2 separate regions of the Danio rerio genome follow, and region 1 is linked to region 2. The links are chromatin contacts, called in public Micro-C maps. All regions are on one chromosome and are shown on one strand. The core of a region is the stretch at or near the end of the contact, and the rest is flanking DNA. Distances in the headings are between cores, read along the strand shown. Region 1 holds the start of med13b (mediator complex subunit 13b). Region 2 holds the start of thap12b (THAP domain containing 12b).

What was found. Hi-C and Micro-C count contacts between places; a contact is called where the count stands out from the background.
Region 1: a Micro-C map of caudal fin shows a contact between it and region 2, with 13 times the contacts expected there. The contact joins the promoter of med13b here to the promoter of thap12b in region 2. A contact is called at or near these places in 5 of 18 Hi-C or Micro-C datasets (caudal fin, embryo, hematopoietic stem cells and 1 more) and 1 of 4 datasets of contacts at active chromatin or transcription factors (embryo).

What each region holds. Positions count from the first base shown.
Region 1 is chr15:22,577,850-22,584,182 of GRCz12tu, forward strand. It overlaps med13b (mediator complex subunit 13b), which reads right to left and starts at 2,889. Exons shown (of 30, transcript NM_001083838.2): 1 at 2,261-2,889. The coding sequence starts at 2,329.
Region 2 is chr15:22,352,507-22,358,810 of GRCz12tu, forward strand. It overlaps thap12b (THAP domain containing 12b), which reads left to right and starts at 3,303. Exons shown (of 5, transcript NM_001002680.1): 1 at 3,303-3,459; 2 at 6,300-6,304. The coding sequence starts at 3,371. trnap-cgg (transfer RNA proline (anticodon CGG)) reads left to right here and starts at 27; the gene lies at 27-98.

The sequences.
Region 1 (6,333 bases), core at 1,639-4,138, 220 kb after region 2:
CATTAAATGTTAGCAATTTATCCAATATGACCATACAAATATGAGAGCCTGGTGCAAAGAGGAAGTGAAAAAAAGGCAGACTGACAGGAAGCTTGTCATGAATTCTTAGTTCACAGATTAATCTACAACTATGAATTGAAGAAACCATCATAAGTGTAAATAGGAAAATGAGTCGTACATTTTTGCACATTATGCATGCAAAGTTCAACCTACTTTACTATTTAACCAATGCAGGTATTTAGTTCATGACAGACAAAACAGAGCACAAACTATGCTAAATTGTCTAGTATCATCTGTTGTTGTTGTTGTTAAGTTCATAGACAGTTTAAATCAGGATGTAACAACCTAATGACAGGCAATACCTCAACTGTTTACACTTTAATAACAAACTATCCTTAAACTAGCAGATATTGCCATACACAGTAGATTACAGTACATTAAGACAGATTTTGCATTACAAGTATTCTGAAATGACAGAGTTGTGCAAATAAAGTTTATATGCATAAATGAACTTGTATGAAATCATTTTAAAACAAAAATCTGAACAAAGTCAGCTTAAAATTCCTGCTTCTTTTTGGTGATGCATCAGTGCTATATGATCAAATACATACTTTTTAAAATCAGAACTTTTACATCACTTGCTTGTCCAACAATAAATGTTAGTTCTAATAATATTCTTATTTAACTAAGGGAAATCATGTTACAATTTCTCACAAAGATGCAAATGTGTACATATTTCAGTTTCTTGATATTGCTGTAAATCAGAGGTGCCCAAACTTTTTCTTATGAAGGGTCGAAATCCAAACTTTATTAGTGGGCCAAAGGTAAATATAGATGCCATGGGTAATTTCCTAATTAATGTAACAATATTTGAAAAAAAAAAAAAAAAACATTGCTTTATATTAACTAGTACAGTTTATACTGTATATATGAACTTATTACAGTAAAAACTAAAAAAATCTAATTTATAAAAGAATGGAGTTACACTAGTTTATGCCTTGATTTGCTCGCCGATGCATTCTTCATGGCCCTCTATTCATCGTGTGACAGTATTTACATTTTAAAAACTTAGATTCATTTACATTTAATTTAAACATTTATTTCCAGTTTACTTGAAAAAGGCCAAGCAATAAAACAAACAAAAAGAGTTATGTTAAATTAGGGCTGGGCGATAAAATTATTATTTATCGACCGAACACCACTGTCAATATTGATAAAATAAGGATGGTATGAAGTTTTGTTATGAAGCGCTACATTTTTATTAAAATGTAGCTGACTAAGCATGTGACACGGACATGTTGTGATCATTTTATTGCAATATCGTCCATCTCTTCATCAAATTAGAAAATGAGGATCTCTAATAATGGCATTGCCCCAACCCTCTCTATCATTCTCAGATGGAATGGTGGGCCAAATCAAAGGTTAGCTTTGGCCCGCAGGTCATACATTGAGCATCTGTGCTTTAAATCATGTTATTGTGAATACTATATTTTTCTTGTAAAAAAATATTAACACTTTTTCAAATTAAATTTGACTTGTAAACAAGTGATGAAACACATGATCAAAACATGCAAACAACATCACGTAAATATTTACCTTTTATGTCATAATTTTATTTACAAATTTATATTTTTACCACTCCATAAGCAAACCAAGAAATATATATATATATATATATATATATATATATATATATATATAAAAATCTGGCTACTATAGACTATATAAATAAATCTCTCTCTCAAAGCTATAAAAAGGATAAGAATATAATTGGGAAAGTTTAGTCATTGCAAGTGCTACTGAACTAAAAAATCCAGACTCCTTCTAAGAGGAAAATGTTTTGTAGATGAGAACTAAAAGACACTTGCGACGAGATAAACACTGAAAAGTAGTGGTTATGAAAGAAATCTCAAAATAACCAATTGTTATGCTTGCAGCGTCTTGATTTTGCACTGCTGCTGTTGTACATCATCACTTTCCCTGAAGCTGTTTTTCCACTTCAGAGATACTTCATGCCAACTACTTGTTCCAGTCAGTAAGTTCAGCAAGTGTTTACCAACGTTAGCAAACACGACCCAAATAACACAACAAAGCCGCATCCCACACGCAAACCTCCGTTTACACAACACCATAACACACCTGAACGCCTAACATACGTTTATAAAGCGGGTGTTTAGTTCGTATAAAGAGCAACAGGCCTCTGTTTGATTGACTGGCCGGCTAAAAATGGCTTCTGGCCCACAGTCAGTTGATCTCTTACCAGACAGAATAGATTGGAGTGGCAGTCCTCCAGGCTCGCCCCGTTGGGTACAAAACAAGAACTCATCATCAAAGCGCAGTCCGGCGAGCCATCCTCTCTTTCAGATCCCAGGAACAGATGATGCGATCGAGGCTTTTGGACCGGGTCTCCGTGTCTCGGACACAATCAGCAGGACGGCTCCGCGTCCAGCGAGCTAATTAGCTTAGCTCCGCTATTATTCCGCTAGAGGTTACTCGCTTACGTTACCAAGAAAAATGCGCTAAAAACTTTACCATGATCCGCGGCGAGATATGCTGTTCTCCCCGCGGATTTCGCTACATTAAATAATATGCAAGTACAGCAGTCCGAGGGGGTAGGGAGGTGAATTCAGCCCTCCCCCTTTAGCTTAGCCTAGCATCAGGCTAGCTGGATGTTAGCCTTGGCTAAGCGAGGCAGCAACAAACAGTTCAAGACAGAAGAGTTCAGCTGTAAATCTCGCTAAAATCACACTCTCCTCTTCAGGTCGTTGTCGGGCTGTCGTTGACGGCCATTCGCGAAGAAGTTGGTGATAAAAAGTGTAGCGTCGTGGATTAAAAAGCGCAGTTAAAAGAGGCTGTGCCGTGCAGCGCTCAGCTGTGTCTCACTGGTTTGTTTGAATACATTGGTCGCATCCTTTAATGGCGGCCACAGGGACACAACTCCACTACACTCGACTCCAGGCTGCTCTACTCTACTCTACTCGCCTGCGATTGGCAGCGCCGCGACTCGCGAGAGGAAAGAGTCGATGCTGGATTCCACAAAGATCCAAAAGAGTCGACTCATCACCAACAGAGCTGTCAAATCACTCCTTTTAGGGAAATAGATCTGTCTAACGCTGACCAAACATGTATACTTATTTAATGCTTAAAAGCAGTGTTGGGTAAACAAAAGATTATATATATATATATATATATATATATATATATATATATATATATATATATATATATATATATATATATATATATATATATATATATATATATATATATATATATATAGAGGGATGAATTATTTTTACCTTACAATATATTATAGCAATAACAATATATATATATATATATATATATATATATATATATATATATATATATATATATATATATATATATATATATATATATATATATATATATATATAAATATATATATTGCATTTTCAATCTAAAAAATAACTTACTTAGAAATAAGTTAACACATACTTTAACATTTCACATACTTAAAAATTAACTAAGTAACGCAAAGTAACCCAATATATATTGTTATATTGTTATATATATTGACTTGGGTGGAAAGAGGCAGTAAAATATTATTATAATTTTCAAAATTTCAATAGATCAAAAAAACAATGTGGTGATGAATAAATTCATATTAAATAAATACAAAGTTTAACCCTTTGATGCACAAGCTATGAAAACCCCTAAAAAAACTATCTAAAATTTTAGGTTATTTTATGCTTGGCTGAACTTCTTTTTTTACTTTTTAAATCAGTTTATTTCAGCATTAAATATTTCACAAGTATTAAAAATATCTTTTATTTCAGCGACCACAAATGAATACTCACATTTTTTGTGTTTGTTGATCAAGTTTACATACATCAGTCAAACATAATCCGTCTGTGCAATTGTGATAAGACAAATTTAATATTAATTATTTTAAAATGTATTAATTTGTTAAAAATATCATCACTGATAACCGATGACATACTAATTCATAACTGTATGAATTGGAGTGAAATGTATTTTTATACTTGAAAAACACGAGAACACCCCTCACAGAGCTCCCCTTTAAATGAATATTTTCTATAAGATGCTTTACAATAAAATACAATGAATGAGTACCAAAGCCGAAACTGGACCCAGTCTAACTAAAAAAAAAAAACTTGTAATAGACAGGAAAAATCAAGAGAAACATTAAATATAATTGTTTGCATTTTTTTTTGCAACAACTCATTTGAATTTAAATTAATTATTCTTGAATTCCTTAATAAATTACTAAACTCGAAATAAATGTAACTCTTCCATTTAAATGCAGCTCAAAGATATGTTCACTGAGATATTGACAAAAAGATGCATTTTCAAAAGCTGGTGATCTTATTTATGCTGAGCTCTGTAATGTAACAACATAAACTACACATTTATTAAAAACATTGCCTTTACAATATTATTTGATAACATTTTCACAATCATTTCTTATTTTCTTTCTTTTTGTTTTTTCTTTCTTTCTTTCTTTCTTTCTTTCTTTCTTTCTTTCTTTCTTTCTTTCTTTCTTTCTTTCTTTCTTTCTTTCTTTCTTTCTTTCTTTCTTTCTTTCTTTTTATGGAGGTGTCCATAATCCTGGACCAGGCCTTATCCTGAGCAGATGGTATTGATCCCGTGGTCCAGCCTGAACATCTTCCAGGGACCTACTCATACCTGTAGTTCTCCACAATGGATGTCCAGCGCTCTTCAACCTCCAGCGCCTAGATTGCAGCTCTGTTCAAGAATTTAAAATCTTGAAATGGTCATGCCGAGCAGAGCCTGGTCTCCCTTAAGGTTTTTTTCCTTTACTCTCATCAATTGGTGAATTATGTTTCTCGTCACTGTCACCACTGGCTTGCTTGGTTTGGGACTTGCAGAGCTGCGCAGCGTTGGATTTGCTCCTCAATGTTTGGACTTTCAGCAGTGAGAATTAAACCACACTGAACAGAACTAAACTGAACTTCAACTCTGAAAACTGGACTGACACTGTTTCAATTTACTAGAACTTCTGTGTTCAGCTGCTTTAACACAATCTACATTGTAAAATCGCAGTACAAATAAACATTAATTAAATAAAATTTCTTTCTTTCTAAAACAAAAGAATGACAACTTTTCAAAATTTAAATAACTTTATTGACAAACTGCATAACCAAAGCATTCAAAAGCACAAAGTTTTGCACCATATACATGCACTATATGCACTACAGAAATATAATAGATTTTGTTTTTATTAATATCTGCAACATTTTGGTGGTCTTTCTAGTCTCACTCGTTATACCAGCTTCTGGAAATATTGAAATGGTGAGCTGTGAGCTTAAGCTAATCTTTCTGAATCATTAATAAGAAAAGCTAGAAGAGAAATGCCATGACACTGACATTAAAATAATAACAACGCTTGACTGCAAATGATGAATGAAAAAACAAACTCATCATCACAAGGCAATATGGCATCTGTATCAACTGTTGTTGAAAACCTGTGGTAAATATGGGGAAAATTACATTTTACAAATTGACAACAACTGAACAGTAAAGCACTTTCTGGCTGTTTTGCTGAAATGTGAGACTTGAATAAAGAAGTTTATTGTTTTATAGAGTGTATTATTATCACAGCCCTTAAGGGTTCATTAAGGTGCCCCATTCCCACGTTTCCCCCTGCTGTGTATTTGACAAGCTAAAAGAGCTGTTGTGTGTTTAATTAGGTGCAGCAAGACATTGACAACCTTCTTTCTCTTAAATACACAAGACACTCAGTGCTGAAGTGAGAAGAAGGATAACGGTGTGCTATAAACATAGTATTTGTAAAAGAAAGTTTTCATTAAAACAATAAAAGCGTATTGCTGCTTTATTTTTTCTTTGTGCATTATAATGTGTAGAAACAAAATCAATTAAAAATTAAAAATGACAAAAAGTGACAGTTCATTATATTTGGGGACTGTAATAAATGCAGTCTATGAGCATTCATTCATTCATTTTCTTGTCAGCTTAGTATCTTTATTAATTCAGCGGAATGAACCGCCAACTTATCCAGCACGTTTTTATGCAGCGGAAGCCCTTCCAGCCGCAACCCATCTCTGGGAAACTTCCACACACATTCGCATTCACATACACTTCGGATAATTTAGCCTATACCCAATTCACTGGTACTGGTACTGCATGTACTCGCAACAATATTATTTGATAATAATATTCCACGCAAACTCAACGAGAACATGCAGACTCCACACAGAAACGCCAACTAACCCAGCCGAGGCTCGAACCAGTGACCTTCTTGCTGTGAGGCAACAGCACTACCTACTGCACCACTGCGTCACCAGT
Region 2 (6,304 bases), core at 2,053-4,552:
GGCGGGAATTCTGATAAATATTGCGCGGCTCGTTGGTCTAGGGGTATGATTCTCGCTTCGGGTGCGAGAGGTCCCGGGTTCAAATCCCGGACGAGCCCACCTTTTTTTTTTACTTCCGAATATGAATTTGCTTTGACCTCACATGGTTCAAAATAAATGCTACGTGCTCAACTCCGACTGAAATATACGTCGTTTTGCTTACAAAGAACCATTGATCTAAATACAGAGATCAGACTAGTTTGATTCTCCGTCATGGCACTGTGTTCGGTTCTTTCGAACAGTTCATTGGTTCAGATTCAGTGATTCTTTACGTCACGATGTAATTATGAAATCACGCGCTGCATGCCGCTATGACAATGAAGAAAAGTAACACTTTTAAACCTCTGTTAAATAAAATTTGGCTTTTTAGTGGTTATAACTTTTTAAATGAATTAACTGTTAATTAAAAAAATAATGTTAACCTACAATGTTCAATGCTTACTTATTTCTTAACAACAGCACTGTACACAAACAATAAACATTCAAAAATAAAAGTAAAATTAAAGTTATAATTCATACCTCTACCTATAATAAAAGCTTTATTACTCAATTTTACACAGTAAGCTGCCTGCACACAACCCCAAAATTTAAACTTCAAATTTAGTACCACCCGTAATGAACTGTTTCAACAATAAAACACATTTATACAGCATCAAATGCTAATGGAAAACACCAGTGTTTCTTTAATTGTCACTTTAACTCTCTAAGAGTCGAGCACTGTCATATAAATAACATGAATGTCCTAGAAAACACCGGCAGGTAAGTGTTTTAAAGCAATGCTCTCAAACTCAATTCCTGGAGGGCCGCAGCTCTGCATATTAGCTCCAGCCACCTCCAACTCACACCTGCTTGACAGTCTCTAGTCTTGAACACCTTGATTATTTGGATCAGCTGTGTTTGATTAGGGTTGGAGCAAAACTGCAGAGCTGCAAGCCTCCAGGAATTGAGTTTGAGGCCTGATTTAAAGAAAATTGTGCATATTTGTGATTACTGCAATCCTTATTATATTAGCGTTACTTAATGATCACTCATCAGTACGATTCCATCTTTCCTATTGTAGATTAAATATTGGATAATGTGGGGTAATCTCAAATCATCTTACTAGTAAGTTGAGGACAGAGATGGCCAAGTTGCCGTCATGTCAATCGCTGCCAAACTAAATGTATCAAACAAGCTTGTGCTGAAAATGTATGTAAGGGAATGAGGGTCTGTTCTTAAGACGCCTAGCCTTTGCTGCCATCTACAGGATTTACAGGTCCTACTACACCAGAGGATCATGCAAGGTCAGAAAGTTGAAGAATTTTCGCTCTGTTTGATTGAAAGGAGAGGCACGGGTACTTTTATTATATCCTCTACATGTCAGGACTATAACCAGCCTGGTGAAACTTTATTAAAAAGTGGACCTTGTTACAGTTATACGCTTCATTTTCTATTAAAATGTGATTTAAATACATTTGAAGTACTATTTTTAGCTGGATTAGCTTGTTGGATAGTCATAACCACACTTTTTCATGTACCAAAATTCCAAAAATATTTTCTAGATAAAAAATAAAGAAATATGAAAAGATACTTATTTTAAAATACAAATTTATCCCATCATCTATTATTAGAGAAAAAAAAATGAATCAGTTTTCAATTAAACACAAGTCTATTGTCATTTAAGGCAGCATGGTTTGCCTCATAGCACGATTGTCTCACAGCAATAAGGTCGCTGGTTCGAGCCCCGGCTGGGTCAGTTGACATTTCTGTGTGGAGTTTGAACGTTTTCCCCGTGTTGGCGTGGGTTTCCTCCAGGTGCTCCTGTTTCTCCTCAAGTCCAAACACATGTGGTATAGGTGAATTAGGTAAGCTAAATTGTTTGCAGTGTATGAGTGTATGGATGTTTCCCAGAGATGGGTTGCAGCTGGAAGGACAAAAATTAGACAAATTCTGGACGTTTGTCAGTGAGGGGTGGGGTGGATTTTCGGAACCACCAGAACCCCCCTGGCTACAGGCCTGCTTCAGGCTGCTTGTATTTGTATTATAAACTTTACATTTTCAACTACCAAGCAGTGGCGCAGTAGGTAGTGTTGTTGCCCACAGCAAGAAGGTCGCTGGTTCGACTCTCTACTTAGTTGGTGTTTCTTGTGTGTTTCTGTGTTGTTGTCCCTTTAATCCAGGGTCACCACAGCGGAATGAACCGCCAACTTATTCAGCATGTTTTATGCAGCGGATGCCCTTCCAGCTGCAACCCATCACTGGGAAACACTCACACACTCTCATTCACACACATACACTTTGGACAATTTTAGCTTACCCAATCCACCTGTACTGCATGTCTTTGAACTTGTGGGGGAAACCGCACCCAGAGGAAACCCACGTGAACACAAGGAGAACATGCTAACTCCCCACATGCCAACTGACCCAGCCGAGGCTCAAACCAGCAACCGTCTTGCTGTGAGGTGTGACGTCGCCAAATAAATAAACATTGAAAATCCAAATAAAACCAGATTAACACCTTCATTAAAAAACATTGTTCACAAAATATCTGCCGAAATTGAAAATGAACTTAAATTATTTAATCAGTCTTGGCGTGGAAATGCAGTGAAAATGAAATGTTAAACCGGCAACTTCTTTTTATTTATCAATTTTACAAGGACATGGTGTTGTCACACAGTGAAAATTAAAATTTAATAATTTCAATTTTCATTTGACAGATATTTTGCGAACAGTTTTATAATTGTTAAGGGCATCCACTGTGTAAAACATATGCTGGATAAGTAGGTGGTTCATTCTGCTGTGGTGGCCCAAGATTAACAGTACTAAGCTACTCAGTACTAAGCTGACAAGAAAATGAATGAATGAATGAATAAAATCGCTGGAATTACCTTCCATACAAAAATAATAACGTTACATTTACAAAATGAAATTCATACTACATGCCCAGCACAACTAAATCTAATTTGTAAAAAAGTAAAAACCATTAATATTTTCACCAAATAAACTGGATTTTCATATTTATAAATCATGTTTTGAATTTACGAATTGGATTTTGTGAATGTGAATTTTGTTGCGGATGTATGACTTTTATTTGACAAAATTTTATTTATGAGACTGATCTGGCTCCACAATTCACTGAAAAGATCCGAATCAAAAGAGCGATTCGTAAATATCAACCGCTTTCAGTATGGCTGATGCATTGTGGGATCTAAGCGACTTGCATTGTGGGTAGACACGCCAACAATGCTAGTGCCTCATAGTTACGCGCCTAGTTCAGTTTTTGCAACGCTGAAATGATTAATTTAGTGTCATCGTAACTAATAGAAACTTAGTCTTCATCAGATCAGACACAATGCCAAATTTTTGTGCCGCTCCGAACTGTACTAGGAAAAGCACCCAATCCGATTTAGCTTTCTTCAGGTTTCCACGGGATCCAGAGAGGTAACTTAACGTTACGACTGTTTTTACAGCTTTATAACACTGTCACTGGCGTTCAGTAGCATCATTATATCTAATTAATTATTCATGAGGACTTATTCATGATCATATTCTTCATATCAAAACGCTTTGTATTGATGTCGATTGGGGGTGCTATTTTCATAGATGTTCGAGATGTTTACCCTATTAAGTTGTGCATGATCGTGCGTGTTTGGTTACGTAGTAAAATAAAGTAAATATTGTCAGTTTTGGTTTTCCCACTTGAAAAATGCTGTATTGTTTATAGTAAAGTATCTAAATCATAATCAAATTACACAATTTGTACAACTTAAATTCTACCACAATACAACACAATTTACTGTAGTAAATACTAAATGTAGGTATAAGATTCTGACGGCATGATAACCTTCACAGTATTGGGATTAACGTTACTGCTTTAAAAAGATATTTTTAAATGTGTGCAAAAAAAAAAACCTTTCCCACACTGAACCCAATGTTTTTCATTTTAGAAAACGTGCATAATGTTGGAACTGTACACATGTCAGTCTTATTAACTAAAATAAATCATTGACTTTTGCTTTCTTCGTTAGTTTCAAAAACAGATTTCCTCACAACCTGAAAAGACATTGTGTATCTTTTTTTCTCTGAATGTACATTAAACCACCGCACTGTTCAGGTCTATAGCATGTTGGGATGTTGCTGTATAAGTGATTTGTTTTTCAGATGTTTCCTGAATCATTGGCTGACTCTTGATGTGGAGTGGACTTTTATGCTGGATATACTGTTGCCCTAAAAAGCCTGCATAAAGTAGTAGTAAAAAATGTTAAAAAGGAATAATAATAATAGAAAATGTTGTGGTTTTAAAATCTAAACTGTTCTAAACTGCGGTAAACTTTGAAACTGGTTATCGTCCATGAGTACACTGTAAAACTCAACAGTGAACTTTCTCAAATGAAATGAGTGTAGTTAACTCAAAATTTACTGAAAGATAATTCTACTCATTTGAAAAGAGTTTTAAACTCCGTATTGAAGGCAATGAGTTAATTAAATACCACATTACTTTAACTAAAAATGGAGTAAGTTCACAGTACTCGTAGAGATCAGTTTTTAACACAAATGGTTTGTAGCGATCGATTTTCTCAAACAGTTTGAGTTGCCTTAACTTATTGGGTTTTACAGTACACAGTTGGTTTAAGTTCTCCATTTACTGGGTTTTACTGTGCTTAAATTGCTTCTTTTACTCAAATGGAGCAAGTTACAGTAACTCATTAGGATTCGTTTTTTTAACTTAAATGGTTTGTTGCAATCAGTTTCCTCGAATGGTTTGAGTTACCTTAACTTTTTGGGTTTTACAGTGTAGTAAAATCTAAACTATACTACAGTATTTCTGTGTTTACTATAGTTCTGATAAAACAAACTTATTATAATTATATAGTTTTAATAATATGGAATGCTGCTGTATCCATAATTAACAAAGAGTTTTAAAAGCACTACACTATGAATTTTAAGTTACTATAGTATTCTTTTCACATGGAGTTAGGGCTGCATGTTCCTGGAAAAATGTAACATTGCAATATTTTTTATTCTGCTATATTGTGCATCTGAAAAGTATTCATAGTATCCATTCACTTTATTCCACATTTTTTTATTTCGGCCTTATTCCAAAATGGATTAAATTCATTAATTTCCTCAAAATTCTACACACAACACCCCTAATGACAATGTGAAATTTTTTTTTTTTTAAATTGTTGCAAATTTATTAAAAATAAAAAAGCTGAAAAATCACATGTACATAAGTATTCACAGCCTTTGCTCAATAATTTGTTGATGCACATTACAATTACAACCTCAAGTCTTCTTAAATATATGTTGCCACAAGCTTGGCACACCTGTCTTTGGGAATTTTTGCCCATTCCTCTTTTCAGTACCTCTCAAGCTCTATTAGGTTGGATGGGAAGTGCTGGTGTACAGCCATTTTCAGATCTCTCCAGAGATGTTTAGGTCTTTAGGTCTGGGAGAGGATTTAGATCTGGGCTCTGGCTGGGCCACTCAAGGACCGAGTTGTTGTAAAGCCACACCATTGATATTTTGGCAGTGTGCTTTGTGTCATAGTTCTGCTGGCAGATGAACCGTCGCCCTGTATTGTAACATTAAGAAAAACATGGAAAAAGTGAAGCACTATAAATACTTTCCGGATGCTCTGCATATTGTGATGTGAATACGATTTCACTAGATGTATTGAATAACTGTTTGGAACGAAATTATAATTTTAGATTTACTGGGATAATTCTGTGAAGGAGTTCATTAAATACAATGAAAAATCTACAAGCATAGATGAATTCCTTATAGAAAAAGGTACTAATTAAATAAACAGCAATTTATTGTTTTCCAGAGGAGTCGATCTGTATTCAGGTATGCAGTAGATGAATAATCAAATGTAAAATTATACTGCATAGTCTTTGTTTAATAAACAATTCAATCAAATTAATTGTCATTAAATTAAAAATGATACAATTTAAAGTCTTCACGCAGTCACAGGCCTCAAAAAAGGCTTGTGAAATTATAATCCAGACTCAACATTGCTTATACACGCGATGTGACTATTGCGAATGATCACATTGTGATATCGATGCTGAAACGATATGTTGTGCAGCCCTGTATGGACTACATTTTTCTAATGACTTGAAAAAGTTTAAACGCTTTGTCAAATTAACCAGTAAATTGTAACGTTACATGTGTAATTTATTTTTTAAATGTTTTCTTCTCTAAACCTATGAATAAGTGTTACAAGAGACTAGTCATTGTTTATTTCATAAACCTTTGTGCTTTGTTTTACTTCACAGATGTA